Regions from separate parts of the Ovis aries genome. Here region 2 is linked to region 1. Evidence: chromatin contacts called from public Hi-C data. All regions are on one chromosome and are shown on one strand. The core of a region is the stretch at or near the end of the contact, and the rest is flanking DNA. Distances in the headings are between cores, read along the strand shown. Region 1 holds the start of TSPAN15 (tetraspanin 15). Region 2 overlaps TSPAN15 (tetraspanin 15).

What was found. Hi-C and Micro-C count contacts between places; a contact is called where the count stands out from the background.
Region 2: a Hi-C map of hypothalamus shows a contact between it and region 1, with 5 times the contacts expected there. The contact joins the enhancer-like site here to the promoter of TSPAN15 in region 1. A contact is called at or near these places in 5 of 16 Hi-C or Micro-C datasets (hypothalamus, mesenteric adipose tissue, muscle and 2 more).

What each region holds. Positions count from the first base shown.
Region 1 is chr25:25,007,223-25,010,949 of ARS-UI_Ramb_v3.0, reverse strand. TSPAN15 (tetraspanin 15) reads right to left here and starts at 1,964. Exons shown (of 6, transcript XM_027962432.3): 1 at 1,768-1,964. The coding sequence starts at 1,863.
Region 2 is chr25:25,064,422-25,068,148 of ARS-UI_Ramb_v3.0, reverse strand. It overlaps TSPAN15 (tetraspanin 15), which reads right to left. Exons shown (of 6, transcript XM_027962432.3): 5 at 3,525-3,641; 6 at 2,484-3,303. The coding sequence ends at 3,154. Among named protein-coding and RNA genes, the nearest start is that of NEUROG3, 47 kb to the left of the region's middle. Within about 2 kb of position 1,913, at least 23 of the 54 cell types and tissues checked have an H3K27ac peak or open chromatin away from gene starts, as enhancers often do. A contact at or near this core is called in hypothalamus, where this site is marked.

The sequences.
Region 1 (3,727 bases), core at 715-3,214:
AAATATGTATGCCAGGGCCCAGGGATCTAGAGTGTTTTTAAAATTCTGAGTTGATTCTGGTGTACCTTTGAGAGAGAACCGCTGAGTGACAGCTCAGATCATCCCCATCCCAGTTTCACATAAAACCTTCTGCTCCTGGGACTCCCCTGGTGGTCTAGTGGCTAAGACTCCACACTCCCAATGCAGGGGCCCAGGTTTGATCCCTGACTGAGGAAATCCCACCTGCTGCAACTAAGAGTTTGTATGCTGCAACTAAAGTTCCCACGTGCCATAACAAAGACCCAGCGCAGCCAAAATAATGAATATTAAAAAACAAAACGAAACACTTCTGCCTCCCTGGACCATCCATCAGTGAGTCTGTGCTCCAGCCCCCGTACATACTGCTCATCACTCTTGCTCATTACATAGAGTCAGAGAACTGAACTGGGAGCTGGGTGAGTCAATTCACAGCTCTGAGGCCCCAGACAGGGAAGTGACTTGCCTAAGATCTCCCATTGAGTCAGTAACAGAACAAATCAAGAATCTGGATCTGGACACCAGGTAAGGTCACATCCACAGAGGGGTCACAAGGAAAGCCTGATGGCAGATCTCGCAGTTCCCACCAGAAGAAAAGACTCAGTGAAGGTTGAGAAAGAGCCCAGAGTGTGCATGTGTTTGCAGGGGATGGGTGTCAGGTACCTGGGCAAGTCTGTCCTGTGGCATACTGGGGGCAGGGGAACTATTCTAGAGTGGCAGGGCTGGCACTGGCCTGTAGAAAGAAGTCCTCATTTCTAGGAGGCGGCCCAGCCCAGTCCGAAATCTCCATAGTGAAACCCAGTCTACTGGGTCAGCCTACCAGGAGGGTCCGCTCCCCTGTCCGTAATAACAATGGCTGGGATTTCTTGAGCTCTTTGCTGGTCCCTGTAATAAGCAACGGATTTGACCTGTTTCAGTTAATCCCCACAACCATTCTGAAAGTTGAGTATCATCACTGTTTCTATGGGCACATGAGGAAACCATGGCCTCAGGAGACGAAGTAACTTCCCCACTATCACTCAGCTGTAAAGTGGTAGTGGCAGGATTTGAAGCTGGTTCATGTCCAACCACAAGCATCCTGTCCTCCAACAGGAGAGAGGAGAAGGTAAAGTGCAGGGGCTTTTTAAAGATCTGAGCACCTAAAAGCAGCTGGAGATATCCTCAGACACTTCTGGTGGAATCCGCCTGACCACACCTCCTACAAGGCACCTCCTTCCACCCTAGAGGAACCAGCGGCACAATGGGGAGGCATCCTGGGGGACGCTGGCAGGTATATAGTGGGACAGGATAAGGAGTCCAGGTCCCCCAACCGCAGACCACAAAGCCTGACCACTGCTCCACAGAATGATGGGTAGGCGAACTCAGTAACACCCGGCAGGCGGGGCGGGAGCGGCCAAACGTGGTAACCACAGCCTACCGCACCAGGGCAGGCTGGTGGACTCCTAGAACCAAACTGCTGGTCAGGTGCACACAGGTGAGCCACGCGGAGCTCCTTCGTCGTAGCCCTTGCCAACGAGCTCTAAGGCTCCCCACCCGGCGGCTGAAATTCAGGCTAAGCTCGAGCAGCCAGAATTTCCTGGTTCCCAAGAAAAGTGGGACGAGAATCCAGTTGTGCGCTTCTGCCCCCTCCCTGGTGCAGACAAGTCTGCACCCAACCCAACCCCCATCCCCCCACCCCCCGGCGCATCGTGTGGGTGAACAAGGGAGTGCGTTCTCCCCCTCCCATCCCGGGGCCCGACTGGGGTCACTCACCCAGAACACTGTGGAGTAGATGACGAGCGAGAACTTGAGCCAGAGGTAGGAGAAGCGCGCGCAGTAGCGCACCTGCTCCGAGTCCCCGCGGGGCATCCTGGGGGGCTCCCGGGCTGGGTCCCTCGCTGCCAGCAGCCCCACCTGCGGCTGCCGGACCGGCTCCCGGCCCCGCCACCCGCGCTCGCTCGGGGACTGACACCGGCGAGCCGCAATCACAGCTCCGGCCCGGGACCGGCCAGCCCCAGCGGCCAATGGGCGCTCGGGGAGGGGGCGGGCCTGGGGCGGGGCGGAGGCCCTGGACCCAGAGGAGGCCAAGGCAGGGGCGGGGGCGAGGGTTGTGCGAACCAGGTCGCGGGCAAATCTAGAAGCGCCGGTGCTAAGGCGCGTTGAGGGGCGTGGGAGAGAGTGTGCAGAGCGTCGCTACGGAGAGAGCTAGTGTGCTTCATTCGGGGCACACAGATGCCCGCTTTCTACTGCGGTCCAGAGGGAAGACCATGGGGAAAGAGCAGGAATTTATGGCTTAAGGCGTTAAAAAATGTGCAATTAAGTGTGCAAGCCATGAATGGAATAAGGAAATGGAGTTGTTCAGTCTAAGCAGGGCGGGAGGGTCGCATCTGGGAAGGCGCCGCAGACCAGGGTAGGGCGGAGGGCCCTCCTGGAAGGCCCCACAGTTCCTTTTGTAACAGTGGGAGGCTTTCCCCCAAGTCTCCGATCCTCTCCTTCACTGGGGACTAGGTGAGGTAGCAACCCTGCCCCCATGGCCTCCTCCTCCGAGAAGCCCTCACCCACTAGCCCTAACTCAGACCTTGCACACAGCCCAGGTCTGACCCACCCTCTTTCCGCCCAGCCTTTCCTCTGTCTGGGGTCAAAGTCTGTCTTCCTGGCTGTGAGTCTGTCTCCCACGGCCCCTGCTTGACTCACTGCTGTTTTCCTTTCCCCGCAGGACGAGCTCAGCTGGGGACTTGGGAACCAGGCAATCCATGTTTGTAGCATTCAGGAATTAAATATGAGAGTTCAAGGCAGGGCTGGGTGTGGTCCCTGGTGGCGACTTCGGGAATGGCACTCTTGTCCCATTCCCGGGATCTGAATTCACAAGCCTGCCAGAGACAGATAGAGACCAGCGGCCCAGCCCCCAGAGTTCTGCCGGTTTCACTGTAGAAGGAAGCAAGTAAGGTCTGGGTGGGGAGGGAAGCAATGTCATGCCCAGGGGTTGAAAGGAAGCCAGTTTCCTGGTACAAGGGAGCAAACCCTGCAAGGTTGGGTAGAGACATGGAACCAGGGACTGCTGAGGGTCACCTTCAAATGAATAACCTGGGGCTTCAAAGGCATCCTACTTCAAGGTTAGAAGTTGTCATTTCTGTCCTTTGAATGGTTTCACTCAGTGGTGTCTGACTCTTTGCGACCCCATGGACTATACAGTCCATGAAATTCTCCAGGCCAGAATACTGGAGTGGGTAGCCTTTCCCTTCTCCAGGGGATCTTCCCAACCCAGGGATCAAACCTAGGTCTACCGCATTGTAAGTGGATTATTTACCAGCTGAGCCACAAGGGAAGCCCAAGAATACTGGAGTGGGTAGCCTATCTCTTCTCCAGGGGATCTTCGCGACCCAGGAGTGGAACCGGGATCTCCTGCATTTGCAGGCAGATTCTTTATCAACTGAGCTATCAGAGAAGCCCATATTCTGTCCTTTAAGGAGGAAGAAACTAACTCTTTACCCCTCTTTACAGGACTAACTTTCCTCACCAGCCCTCACCTTACACTTACTCTTTGAGGTGCTCCATCCCCGGGAGGGCTGACTCAGCACCATGCCCTCGGAGGGGTTGTCTTGTCTCCTACTCCCTGGGGTTAGCCTTCTAGCCTCCTTCCCTACTGGGATTTTCTTTCAGTTGTCCCTGTCTTAGTCCTGGCCTTCTAGCTAGCTGCACTCGCTCCTCTACAAATCTTTCCTAATGACATGCA
Region 2 (3,727 bases), core at 664-3,163, 57 kb before region 1:
GCAATATAAAGGGATGGACTACCGATTTATGCCATGAAATGGATAAAGCTCAAAATAATTACGCTGAGCAAAAATAAATGCAGACAAAAAGAAGAGTCTATGCTGTATGAATCCATTATATAAGATTTTGGAAAATATAAAATAGTGTATAAAGACAGAAAGTTGATCCAAGGTCACCTGGAGATGGGACAGGGAGAGGGTGGTGAGAAGGAAGCATCCCCAACGGGCAAGAGGAGATTTTTCAGCATGATAGGTTTGTCCATGATCTTGACTGTGGTGATGGTTTCATTAGTGATATATTTGTCACTTGAAATATGTGTGGTTTATTTTAGGTTGAATATACCTCAATACACTGTTAAAAATAAGTTTGGAGAATACTGTATTTGCAGTTTTTATACAAAGCCAATCTTCCTTAATGCATTTTACTGTTTTTTCTTATAAATATATTACAACAAAAGAAGTCCAAAATCAAAGCCTACAGATCTCCCCCAGCTTCACGGATACTGCAGGCTGCATTAAGATCGTCATTTTGTCTGTGTGCCATGGTGAGGGAAAAGGACTCATTCTGAAGGTCATTCTTCCATCCTTGTGTGATGAGAGGTCAGGATGATGTAACTGCTTTGGAAGCACAAAAGGTGCAAATCAGGGGCACCCCAACGACAGGACTGAAAAAGTCCTCTCTGTGGCTTCTGTTTGCTTTCTGGAGACGTGAGTGGCTGAGGTTTGGAAGAAAAAGAAGAGCTAAGTGTCCACAGCAGCTCAGCCACCTGTGGACACCAATCTGTGATCTGTGATCCACAGCAGCAACAGTGGGAGCTGGGGGTGTTGGTAAGCAGTGGTGAAAAGAGGGAGGTCAGGGTAACCAGAAGCTTACAAGTACCAGGGCAACGTGACTTTGGATAAGCAGACTCTGCTGTCCCAGCCTTCTCAGTGGCTCTGTCATCTTGCTGTTCCTGAGGCAGCTGCCACCCCCTCTGAGCACAGAGAGAATCCTTGGAGAGCAGCCATGAGGCCACCAGCCACAGAGCTTGACCTGGTCTCGTGTGCAGGGATCACAATGGGGACCAGGCAGGTGGCTGCAATCACCAACCGCTGGAGACAGCTGGAGTAGCAGCTACCACGGGTTTGTCATGCTTAGTACCATATGTCCACACGAGGCAACGGAGGCAGTGGAACAGAGGGGCTAAGGGCAAGAGAGATTCCACCCAGACTTACGGCAGAGCTTTGCACTTACCAGCGTGTGCCTTGGGCAAGTTACTTAACCACAACTTGCCTCAGTTTCTCCATCAATAAAATGGAGATAACAAGAATTACCACATACAGCGGTTAAGGGTGAAAGGAGTTGATATCTGTGTTTAGACAAGTTTCTGAGACAGAGTGTGCTCACTGATGTGCTTGTTATTATTCTATCCTTTTAAAAAATAGCCCTCCTGGAAAATCTCATGGACAGAGGAGCCTGGTAGGCTGCAGTCCATGGGGTCGCCAAGAGTTGGACACGACTGAGAGATTTCACTTTCACTTTTCACTTTCATGCACTGGAGAAGGAAATGGTAACCCACTCCAGTGTTCTTGCCTGGAGAATCCCAGGGACAGGGGAGCCTGGTGGGCTGCCGCCTATGGGGTCGCACAGAGTCGGACACGACTGAAGCGACTTAGCAGCAGCAGCAGTCGCCCTTTCCCACATGTCAGACAATGCAGGCTTGTACATATGGCCACTATGTAAATGCTGGGTGTGATGGGCAGTTCCCTTAACATTCTTAAACTGATTTCTTCAGGTTTGGGGCTCATGCTGTTTATTTCTATTGCTCTGGCTGCTAAGAACCTCAGAGCAAATCTAGAACCCAGGTCTTGGGGCAGGGAAGGCTTGGGAGGGCTGATCCATGCAGGTCTTGCCATCTCCAGCAGGGGGCGACGAGCACCCACCACCCTTTGCTAATGGTGAGCAATGTCCAGCCCCACCCCAGGCCCTGGGAACAATGGGCTGTTTACAGCAGGAGAATCATTTTAGTTCTATAGCCCAATGGCCACAGGCGGATTTGTGGGCACTGCTCCCTCCTGGACGCCTGACTTTCCTAGTTCCAATCTGTTCACTTCCTGGAAGTGGAGACTCATGCCGTGGTGGCTTGGCCTCAGTTTCCCAGTTTGTAAAACAGGTTGTCATCACTGTCTCTTTCCCAGAGGTCCCACAGTGAATTCTTAGCAGGAATGACAGGCAAGAGAGGCTCCATGCCCTGCCCACAAGCACAGCTGGGAAAAGCCATTTCCTGAAGCAGCAACACCAAAGGATGGGGGAGGTGTTTCCAAGCAGGGAGCAGGCGGCCTCGGTGATCTTCCCTCCTCCCAGCCTTAGTGTCTTGCACTGTCCCAAATCTTGGTTCCAGGATGACCCCCCTTCAATCTCTGCACCAATGAGGGACTTCCAAGCCTAACCTGAGGTTTTCTTCACCCACCCTTGACCTAAACAGCACAAATGAAACACCAGGGAAAAAAATCACATCTTTATTGTCTGATTAATGTACTGGCTTGGAGAGGGAAGACTGTAAGGGGCGGGTAACATCCAGCTTTGATTAGTCGGAAAGTCCTATTAACTGTGTACAAAATGAATGTTACAAAAATCATGTAAAAAAACAGGTCAGCAAAGCAGCAGCCCTGGGGAGGGCTCAAGGCACCTGGGAGGCTGAGAAATAGGCCCACCCTGGCCTCAGGAGTGAGGCCGAAGGACGGGGGGCAGGGGACTACACCCCTCCCCTCCTTCACCACGGGGCACGTGTGTCTCCTCGCTACCCGATTACAAGTCAGTACAAAACTGCCTTCAAAGGCTCAAACCCCAAGGCCAAGGCACTACCAGAAATGAGGTGGGTCTGAAGCCCAGCACTGAGCTCCCCCTTCCCAGCGGCTGGAGCCTGGAGAAGGGGCGCCGGTTCCCCATGCCCAGCAGGGTGGGCAGGCACAGAGTCCCGCAGCTGGGGGGTGGCTCTGCCTCCAGACATGCAGTAGTCTGGGAGCCCTGAGCAAACACAGCCGGGGCTTTGGTCAGTGCTGAGTATGCTGAGAGGAGCCGCAGGCCTGTCCAGACCCCCTCCCGCCCCTGACGTGGCCTCAGCAAAGCGGTCCCGTCACGGTCCTTCCGGAGCCGATGCCCAGGCCACGGCCCTAAATGGGGTAACACATGCAGCACCCCGTGCCTGCCGCCTCCACGCCGGCCTTGGTGCCGGGCCCCAGGAGCCCGTCGGTGACAGAGTGCTCCGCGATGATGTCCTCCACCCGGGTGATGTACAGGAATGTCAGCATCACTCCCAGGAACTGAGGAGAAGGGGCGCGGTGGGTGTCACTCACTATCCGGGCCATTCGCCCTCTCTTTCCAGCCCCCCAGCCCTCGCCGTCTGAGCCCAGCATAGCCGAGCACCCTTCACCCCAGTTTTGTCCCTCCTCTGCACTCTAATCACCAAGCCACACATCACCCCGGCCCACAGCCTGCCCACCCCACCCCTGGGCCCTCCCTGGTGGAGGAGGGACCAGCCCACCTGGGGGAGCAGGATGCCCAGCAGGAGGCCCGCCATGATGGTGTAGTTGTCCATGAACCAGATGAGCACGGCGTTGGTGCAGCCCCGCACGTAGATGACGTTCTGCACGCTGAGGCGCTGCGGGGAGGAGCCTGGCTGAGTGCCCGCCTGGCAACCCCAGTCCCGGCTCTGCCACTCATCCCAGGCCCAGGTGAGTCCCTCCG